Regions from separate parts of the Mus musculus genome. Here region 1 is linked to region 2. A link is a contact called in public Hi-C data. All regions are on one chromosome and are shown on one strand. The core of a region is the stretch at or near the end of the contact, and the rest is flanking DNA. Distances in the headings are between cores, read along the strand shown. Region 1 overlaps St8sia1 (ST8 alpha-N-acetyl-neuraminide alpha-2,8-sialyltransferase 1). Region 2 has its middle 18 kb from the start of Cmas.

Region 1 (5,370 bases), core at 594-3,093, 150 kb before region 2:
ATTGGTCAGGGGATGTTCTGGGGCTGAGTATTGTTTACTCTTTCTATTCCTGTGACCAAATACCTGATATGAGACCAGGTAAAATGCAGTGTTATAAGGATTTGTAGTTTGAGAGAGTAGCTATCATGGAGGCAAACCACTGAGGCAGGAGTGTGAGGCAGTTAGTCACAGGAATAGACAGGAAGCCGAGAGAGAGATGAAAACCTCTACTCTTCCAACCCCCTCCCTTTTTAGTTAGAGACCATAGATAGAAATGTGCATCCTGAGGAAGTGGGTCTTCCCTTCAACTGCAGCCTTTCTGGTACACCACACCATACCACACTCCACACACACAGGAGAGAGAGAGAGAGGGAGAGGGAGGGGGAGGGGGAGGGGGAGGAGGGGGAGGGGGAGAGGGAGAGGGAGAGGGCAACTGATAGCCCTTATTCCAGCTAGCTAGGACCACACTCAAGTTTTTGGGGACCTAGATATGGCCCCAAATGTCCAGAATGCAGGGTCTTTAAAGGCAGAAACCACATCTGGGCATCTTGGTGAGCAACTGCAGGACAACTTCAGCTTGAAGCAAGCAGTTTTAACAGAAGCTGGAGCCAGTTCCACATAGACAAGAATTTAACAGAAGCGAAACTAAGTTATCTAGGACAGCCTAACATTGGATGCCTAGAACAGAGTTGGATGGTTTTCCGTGGGATTCTCCATCAAAGAGATTGAGTTCTACGTGAACCAGAAATGGCCTCAGTAAGAATTGAAGATGGAGGAACCTCTGTAGTGTTTTGCCCTGTTACCCAATGAAGATATTAACTCTAGTCCAATTGACAATGATGTGTGTGAGAGTTTGGGAAATATCAGATTGGTTTTATACAAGAATATTATGGGATAGTTCCAACTTCTAAGCTCTACCCAGAGGTCCTTTCAACAGTGTGAAAGTGAGGCTGTGTTAATACTTTTATGTTACTGAGGTAAGACACTGACCAAGAGGAACTTGACAAGAAAGGAGTTTATTTCAGCTCATGACTCTCAGGTCACAATCCATCACTGAGAAAAGTCAGCTTAGGGACTCAAGCAGGATCCTGGAGTAGGAACTGAAGCAAAGACAATGGAAGAATGTTGCTTACTGGCTTGACCATCATTGGTTCATCCCAATTTCTTGTAGCATCCAGGACCAGGGGTGGCATCACCTCCAGTCAATAGGCTGGGCCACAAGCTTGGCTACAGCCTGATCTTATGGATATATTACTCAGTTAAGGTTCCCTCCTGTCAGATGACTCTAGCCTGTGTCCAGTTGACATAAATCTAGCCAGCCCAGGTACCAGAAACATGTGTCATAACTATCGTGGCTGATGAGCACAGTTTCTGGAGGTCACATCATGAAGAAGGTAGAGAAGGTGTCTATAAGGCAGAATGAAGTAAGTTGACATAGGATTGTCGGTGGGAGATTTAGAGGCTCCCTGAGTTAAGTGCTTCGACACTTATCAGGGGAGCTCCCGGTGATGTTTGGGAAAACTTCCTAGAATAAAGGATGTTCAGGAGTCAACTTCACTCCCTTTAGTGCTGTTCAGAGCGCTGGGGAAATACAGGGAGAATTCTTCCCAAAGCGATACATCTGAGGCTTTGTTTCTTTGTTGTTTAATAGATAAAATAGCTGCACACAAGGCCATCATTATTGCTTTCTTTTCTTGATGCCCATATTTAGTTAGTATCTAACTAATAGATCTTGGTACTGTTAGTTCAAGTCTCTAACCTGTGATACTGGGCTAACAGTTTGGCAATCCACTGTGCTACTGACTAATTATACGCTGTTTATAGCCGAAGACAAAATGGAACTCTTGATTCATGTGACCTTTTAACAGAACAAACAGCCAGCCAGAGGTCAGGAACTTTTGACCTAGCTGCTTGCACAGTGCCCAGTAGCTGGTGGCTTGACAACAAACATTGGTCATTGGTAAATGTCCTTAGTTGAATGTCACTTGATGTCCACAGTTCTTGATTATGGGGGAACGGGAGGAAGAGTCTTGTTGTGTCCCTTTTGGTGGCAAAGTTGCTTCTAGAAATAAGCGAGAAAACAGGAAATCAGGGACAGGCACCCAGTCTGCGGTCAGCTGTGTCCTCCCGCCTATACGTTGATGATGGTTTTGTTGTGTGGAGCGGGTGATGTCCATGAAGTATCTTGTTTGGAAACATCAACAGAGGCTTCCAGATTGAGACAAAATAACAGACAGAACACCCTAAGCTCTCTGCAGTGCCGAGGAAATGATGTCATCTGACTCCATATAGATTTACAAGCCCATGCACACAGCTCTGACACACAGCTCTCATGACTCATTGAACATAAATGAATTCTAACTTGCGTCTAATCTGCTCGCATTGTCAAGTGCTCCTTGAGCTTGTGAGTGTATCCTGTTTGGCACAGTACCTGCAGATCTGAAGGAAAAACAACAACAACAACAACAACAACAACAACAACAAAACACAAAACAAAACAAAACAAAACAAAAAAACAATCCTGTGGGTAGAGAGTGGGGTAAGGAAAACAGGAGATGGGGCACGGGGATGCTGGGCACCTGCCTAGGCCATGTGGGCACAAAAGATGCTGGTGTCGGGTTCTGGGTACCTTGGTGAAGGAAGATCTGTGTCAGGAAACGTGGTGGGACTTGTATCTTGAGAGTGATTGTCTTACACCAGGCCTTCTTTGGAGGAATTAGGATGTCACTGATTATTTGTTAAAGGAGGAACTACAGGCCATTTGTATATAATCAGTAGCTGTCTCTCTCTCTCTCTCTCTCTCTCTCTCTCTCTCTCTCTCATGTGTGTGTGTGTGTGTGTGTGTGTGTGTGTGTGTGTGTGTGTGGTGAGCTGCTACTCAAGGGCCTCTGAGGCAGTAGATGTTGAAATGATTTGAAGACAGAACCAAGCAGAAACCAACTCCATTTCTAGCCTATGGTGCCTAGGTACTGTTGGTTCATACAAAACTAAAGCAGTGCCTGTTGACCACATTGTCTCTAACATGACGCCTCAGTCCTCAGTTTTTATGGAGTGGGGCCCACACAAATTAGAAGCCCAAGGGTTTATGCTTCGAGAGAGTGGGAGGAGCCACTGAAGCTGGGAGTCGGGTGCAGGCTGGTGAGGTTTAGGGGCGACATTCACTAACACCGTGGTCCTCATCCTTTCTATCTCTGTGACCCTTTAAGACAGCTCCTCATGTTGTGGTGACCCCCAACCATAAAATTTTTTCTTTTGCTGTTTCATAACTGTAATTTTGCTACTGAAATGTAACTATTTTTGGAGGCAGAGGTTTGCTAAAGGGGCCGCAACCCACAGTTTGAGACCTGCTGCATTAACAGGAAGATGTACCCCTCCATATCCTTGAAGAACCCCTTAATGCTTCTTCCAATGAAGGCAGTGCAAGCCCAGGGCTAGCTGCGATGGGCGGGGCTAGCTGCGATGGGCAGGGCTAGCTGTGATGGGGCAGGGCTAGCTGCGGTGGGCGGGGCTAGCTGCGGTGGGTGAGCTGCTCCTTCCTGCTCTCAGCTCTGCTGTGGGGAAAACTTCCTGCTGCTTTTGAAATGTTCCGTGCTCTTCATATTTCCTTCCACCACAAGGAAAATAATAACTTTAGCCATTTTGATGACTTTTGAAATGTGGCCACACACAGGCACGGTATAAGATCCAGTGCAGTCATTGCTTTGCCATTTGGGAGACAGAAACGACAGCACTAAGTAATTAACTTGTCATTGACTGTGAGATTTTCCAAAAGTCTTCTGAATGGTCGCATGGAATCAAACCGCATGGGTTGTGTCCTGAGCTTACAGATGAAGTTGAATATGCAAAATTTCAAAGGGTTACTTCTTTCAGTTGTTTGAGCAACACATTTTAATGGACAAAGTATTAATGATGGGCATGCAAGAACGAGGTCCTGAGTTCACTCCCCAGCACCCACCTAAAGGCTGGGTGTACTATTTCCTTGTAATTCCAGTACCAGGGAAATAGAGGCAGGAGGATTCCTTAGAGCTCTCTGGACAGCAGACATATTCAAATGTGCAAGCACATGTAAACGCACATACCACACACACACACACATACAGACACACATACACACACATGTACACACACATGCACACAGACATACACACACATACACACATACACGCACACTTACACATAGACAGACACACAAGCACACATAGACATATACACGCACATATAGACACATGCACACACATATGTACATACACATACATGCAACACACATATACATAGACACACATATGTACACATACAAACACACACATACAGACACACATGCATGCTCACACACAGACATACAGACACACAAGCATACATATAGACACACATACAGGCACACATACACATACATATACACATACACACATACACATACATATACACATACACAAATACACACACATATACACAAGTAACAGCATATAAATATTCACTTCATTCAATTTCCAAAGTTTGCCTGCTTTGTAGAAAACATAATGCTGACTTTCCATTTTGAAATCACAATGTTGTTCGTAGAGAGGAGAGTACAAATCTTAGCATTAACATTTTTGTGAAATCGTTCTTACATAATTGCAAAACTGTTCTGCAAATATTCTACAGTCTGTACTTACATATCCCTAGAGAAAGTTTGGGGTAATGTTCAACAAAGAATTCAATAACTAACTATCTGTAATAAGAAGCATTTTCCTTGAAATGAACTAATTACTAGATTTTTTCATCACAAAAATGCTCACACATGCAAAGGAAGAACACAACTGAAATTGATTTGGACTTCCAAAGGCTCTGTCAAATGGCTGACAAAACCAAACGCACGCTACTTTACCTCCTGGAAGGAGCTGGGGTTTCTTTGACTCGGTTTGTGCCAATTTTGCCTGGCCAGTGGGTACCATGCTCGTTACGGATTTCCTTCTGGAAAATTGTTGAACCTTAGTTGAAGAAATGAAGCAGTTGGGTAAGAGATACAGGTGTACCCATCTGAGGGATATTGGTGGAGGGTTGGGGCTTAATTGTTGTGTTGCTTCCAATATAATTAGGTCCTTGAACAGGGCGGTGCAATTAGATATGTTGAGGGGGCATAATTACATGGGTGGATGATAGTGTAATTACATTCATAAGAGGGGGCTATAATTAGATGTGAAGAAAGGAGGGGGTATATTTGGATGCTTAGGTTGGGGGTATAATTAACATATGTGCAAGAAATTAAATTATGTGTGTGGGTGAAGTATAATTAAGTGTGGGCGTCCATCTCCAGTGGTAGGTGAGGGGACAGAGAAATGACCAGTCTGGGTGCAGTGACGTGTGTGTTGATGTCTTTATGGTCAAATCCCTAAAATTTTCATGAAGAAATGT
Region 2 (5,265 bases), core at 1,574-4,073:
AAAAATGAATTTTAATTTTATTTGAATAATTTTTATTTATAATAAGCTTACTTAAATGTGTTTAGATGTAGAATTGTATTCCTTTTTTTGGTTTTTTGAGACTGTATTTCTTTAAATGATAGCCTACTATTATTATATTAATATTGGTTGGTTAATATTGTTTTTTTTTCACTTTTGGAAGCCCTTACAATTCATAAGAAGAAAATCAATGGTGCAAAGAGAACATTTGGGGGCAGCCCAGGGGCTCAGTTCTTTCCCAGTATACACAAGGCTGTGGGTCAATTCCTTGTACCGCAAAGTAGCTGACAGTGGGACTCAGTGATTTCCTAAACTCAATTTTTATTTTTCAAATCCTATTTTTAATGATGGTTCCTAAACACTTTAACCTTTCTTGTAGCCCACCTCCCACTAGAGATAGTGGAAAAGAAAGGATACAGGGTGGGGAGGGGAAGTGGACCTGTTAAGAAAGGTTCTTTGGAGCAACTCCCCTCTGTGTTGTCTGGAAATTGGCAGTTCAATACACAGGTCGGCAGGCAGCAGCAGCTCAATCAACGAGCAAACACCACACGGATACACCAGCAGTCCAGTTCGGTAGAGTCAGGTTAGGGACAGTGGTGACATGACCTAGCAGAGACAGCCAGGCCTCAGCCTCCTCATCAGGAGGGACCAAAAGGGACACCCGGAGAAGCTCTTGGCTGTGCCTCTCAGGAAAGTAAAGATGCAGACCCCCAAGCATTGCACAGGTAGCTGTAGCAGCAAGTCAAGCTCTGTCTCCATCGCTCTGTCAAGTCTTATTTATACCCTCCAAACATTACGTGTTCTCCACGTGCCTTGCCTCAGCACGAGCATCCAATCAGCCTAAGTTCTTGGGAGCGATAACAAACTGCAGCACATCACCAGAAATGTTTTGCTGCATTTCTCTCTATGGCATCCCCGACAGATGCAGCTCAACTACACAATGTAAGGCGGACCAATGCATGTGTGTTGTTAGCAAAGAATCCCTCATCACGTCCTTTCACATGCTTGCTTTAGCAGAACATCCTCTCTTCCTGTGTCTGCTTCAGCGAAACACTCCTTCATGAGTCTGCCTCAGCCTTTCACACCTGTGCCCACTGCAATGAAATGTCCCTTCACGTGTTCGCCCCAGTAAAACACCATCCAACCAACTTCCCAAAGAAGCCTTAAGTTTCCACTTCACCTAAAGACAACAGTTGTATGCATTCTTACAGAAGGAAAGCCTTTAAAGTGAGCAGGAAAACCGATAATGGTCTAACAACAGCAAAGGCCTGATTATCTTAAGGAGTTGACTCACAGAATTAAAATGTTACAGGAATATGCTGCGTGATACATATTTGTGAAATTTTATATCTTCATATTACTGACTTCCATTCTCACGCTGTCTTTGGAAAATTTATCGCAGGCCTCACTGCAAATGTTCCAGAAGTTGTCAGTTTTTCTTTATGAAACTCGCTTCCTTGGCTTTTCTTTATGAAACTCGCCCCACACACCTTCTGCTAGTTCACACTTAATCTTCAGACCAGGGTAACAGGGAAGCCACGGCTCCATCTAGGCATCGCGACCACTACGTGCGCAAATAAATGAGGAGGCCACATCCCTCCTCATTTGGAAGGATTTCGGGGGGTCACTCTTCCGCCAACATCTTGTAACTTAAATAGGAGGGGGAATAGTTAATGTGGTACTAATAAAGTCAAAGCGTCTTGATTATATCACAACATTAGAAGACCTACACAATTCCAGGTTATTGTCCAATAACTGCTCACATGTCTTAGCTAGTGTTTATCACTACCTTCCTATATCACTCAATTTATAGTCTTTTTTTTTTTCTTCTCTACTAGGCACCTCAGTATAGGATAGGATGACCCAAGCATTGACTCCTGAAGGATTTGTCTGAATCTTGTGGTTTTTTTCCCCATTGACCTTAACATCAAGGCACTGAAATGCTCCCATAGATCGTCTGCATTCTAGAGAGACTCTGATTTTATTGTGGCGTAGTTGCTTAGTTTCCCTTTGAGAAACAGGACCAGGCACAAAAGCTGACACCATACTTCAGTCTTTGCCTGAGGAGTGCAGCGTGGAGAGGTGACAATCAGTGGAGTCATTGTTGTGTCTCTGGCTGAGAGCATTCTTTCCTCTGAAACTGTGACCTCCTATGTCAGCTTCTGTGGCATGTTAATTATGGCAGCCAAAAGGGGGCTTCTGGTTGCCAGACATCAATACTTTGACATTTGGACCTTGGTAGTCAACCTCAGGAGGAGGAAGTGGCCATATAAGGGACTACACCTTGGTGGATCGCATAGGGCATGTAATCTGTGGTTTAGCCAGGGGGGCAGAGAGAAAGGCAAAACCTGTTGGTGGGCACCAAGCTTGCTATGCTCTGTCCTGCCAGAGCCCTTTGACCCCTCTTGCATGTTTCATGGTTTTGGTGTCACACTAACCTTGGCAGTTCTCCAGGAATGCAGCCTTGACTCAGGTCGCCATTGCTCTTAAATGAAAGGGGCTCTGGCGGGCACGTTTGGCTTTTCCCACCACCAGCGTTCCAATGTCATGGATCAAGGAATGCTTGTTGACATTACACCTACTGCTAAGAGTGCTAAATCCGACTATATGTTCTGGAACTGTGAAAATCACACAAGTTCTGTTCAGGGATCTGTGGTATGGACATAGAGTGGTCCCTGGCCTCTATAAGCCTCTACTCTAGTGAGCAGCACTTATGGTCACCTACAGCCATTGTCATTTCATACGCAGCCTCTGGAAGTCTCCCATAGCTCTGAGCAATTGATTTTGTCTTGTGTAAAGATACCCTGGTTAGAAGCTAGAGATCCCTCTAGGGAAAGGCTGGGAGAAATATTAACCACACAAAATGTTTGACTGAGAACAAAGGTTTTCGGTCTCATTCCAAAGTTTTTGATTTTGTAAACTGGCACAAATGTAGGAATTGGGCAAAAGGCTGTGACAAAAGGCTTTTGTGTGTGTGTGTGTGTGTGTGTGTGTGTGTGTGTGTGTGTGTGTGTGTGATTTGAATTAGAGGTTCATTGGCTTGATGTGGAAGTTTCTTTTGTCATGTATGGGGTGAGAATTGAGCCTGACTTGTCTACCTTAATCCTAGACTCACTATGATTAACTAGCTAAGGCCTTAGCTTCACATAAGCCAGTCCTTCAGGCACCTGGCCTAGCATCATGATGAACTCTGCTAAGATGAGATAATTTTAAGAATATTTATTTTATGTTAAATTATGTGTTCATGAAGGCAGGTGCCTGCAGAAGGCAGAAGAAAGCATTGGATCTCTTCAAGCTGGAGTTATAGGCAGTTGTGAGCCACCCACCATGGGTTCTGGGGACATAACTTGGGTGCTCTGCAAGGGCAGCTGGTGCTCTTAACCGCTGAGCCATCACTCCGGTCCCCTACATGAAATAATTCCTGACACACAGAAAGGACCTTGATCCTCAGTTGCCTTTCACTTCGGTTGAAAAATATTTGTGCTGAAGATAGACCTGGATTCAAACCCCATTCTGTGGCTCTCCTAGCTGAGTAATTTGAGATGTCAAAGTTAACAAAGCTTAATGGAAGTCACAAGTGGCCAGCAGATAGTGTGCCCTTAGAGTCTGGTGACTGCAGTTGAGCTCATTGCTATTGTCATTGTGATTGTCACTGCCGTCCAGCATGCTGTGTGCAGTTGGGAGCTGCAGTGAGAAGCTCAGCAGAATGAAAGCGTATCTGGCACTTTGGGTCCCTCCTTGATAACGTGCATGGCTGGAAGGCTGGGAAGTCCACGCTGAAGGAGGGAGAGAGAGTGGGAGGGAGGGGAGGAATCTCCTGTGCTCTGGACTCTTTCCCTTCAGGGCTGGCTAGAGCCAGCTCACAAGAGTTGACTAGTAAATTTCTCAGAATGTTTTAAGGTCAAATTAAACGTAATTTTTTGTATATATAAATAACAAGTCATATGGATTTATAATTAAATAAATTGTACTGGGAATTCATTCTCAAAGTATGCTTTTTGGATCAGTTTTACTTAGTTTTCTTAGTCAATGGGATGAGACCCCACCGAGCCCTACACAACTCTCCTTGTTGAGCACCTTCAATCTTTACGTTTTGCCAGATCTGCTTTATGTAAATCTGCTATTACATCGCTAGCATTCCACATGGCTTTTAGTCCTCTAGCCTTATTAACTCGAATTCTTCCTCCACTGAATTGTGCTCTAAATTTATATTTATGAGGCTGACTCTAGCTGGTCAGGTTCATTAATTTATGTATATTATTTTTGAGGCAGAGCCTCATGTAGCCCAGGTTAGCCTCAAACTTGCCATATATACATATATATCTACAAAGATGACTTAACTCCTGATCCTCCTGTATCTTTATCCCAAACTCTGAGATCAAATCTAAGCAATATAGGCTTATAGGCATGTTACCATCCTGTTCAGTGTATGGGGTGCAGGGCTTTATGCGTGCTAAGGAAGCACTCTACCAACTGCACTATACCCCATGCCTCGAAAGACATAGTGAGAGTTTTGTTGCTGGTTCTGCTTCCTCCACTTAGTCTCTTCTGCTTCCTGTAGGATAGTACTCAGTACACATGTATGCTCACACACACACACACACACACACACACACACAAACATGCACACACACTTATATACACATCTAAACATGCACATACACACATACCCATACATACACACATACAAACATATATGCACACATACACACACGCACACCACACACACACATGCCCATGCACATGTGCACACATACTTATATACACACATAAACACATATACACACATATGCACACGTACATGTGCACACACTTATTCATATGTACACACACATATACACACACTCCTATATATATATGCTCATATATTCTGTTTTCTCACTTTTCCTAAATAAGTGATGGGGTTATGCATATTTTTCTTTTCATTTAAATATATACACAGGTGTAAGTCTATAGTAGCATTGTGAATATAATCATTTAATGAAGAGGTTGGAGAAATAGTTTGAATATTTTACCAAGTAAAATTGTGATCCTTTGCAGGCTTTTGTGGAAATCGATTATCACATACACACATATACACACACATACACACGCACAGCACACACAATTGCATCAATTGGTAATCAGAATTTGATGCCTTAACTACATATGTTAGCTTTTGCATTTGTATATGTTTTAGCTGGTGTTTGTACACCGTAAAAAATTGGCTAGGTTTGGGTTGATTAGTAACATTTTAATTCTCTATAT

The links. A called contact is a pair of places that touch in the nucleus more often than the background predicts.
Region 1: a Hi-C map of liver shows a contact between it and region 2, with 1.8 times the contacts expected there. The contact joins two enhancer-like sites. A contact is called at or near these places in 1 of 484 Hi-C or Micro-C datasets (liver) and 1 of 9 other capture datasets (adipose tissue).

What each region holds. Positions count from the first base shown.
Region 1 is chr6:142,882,459-142,887,828 of GRCm38.p6, reverse strand. The region is part of intron 2 of St8sia1 (ST8 alpha-N-acetyl-neuraminide alpha-2,8-sialyltransferase 1); the gene reads left to right. Among named protein-coding and RNA genes, the nearest start is that of Gm7457, 71 kb to the right of the region's middle. Within about 2 kb of position 1,843, at least 54 of the 459 cell types and tissues checked have an H3K27ac peak or open chromatin away from gene starts, as enhancers often do. A contact at or near this core is called in liver, where this site is marked.
Region 2 is chr6:142,736,014-142,741,278 of GRCm38.p6, reverse strand. No RefSeq gene overlaps it. Among named protein-coding and RNA genes, the nearest start is that of Cmas, 18 kb to the left of the region's middle. Within about 2 kb of position 2,823, at least 3 of the 459 cell types and tissues checked have an H3K27ac peak or open chromatin away from gene starts, as enhancers often do. A contact at or near this core is called in liver, where this site is marked.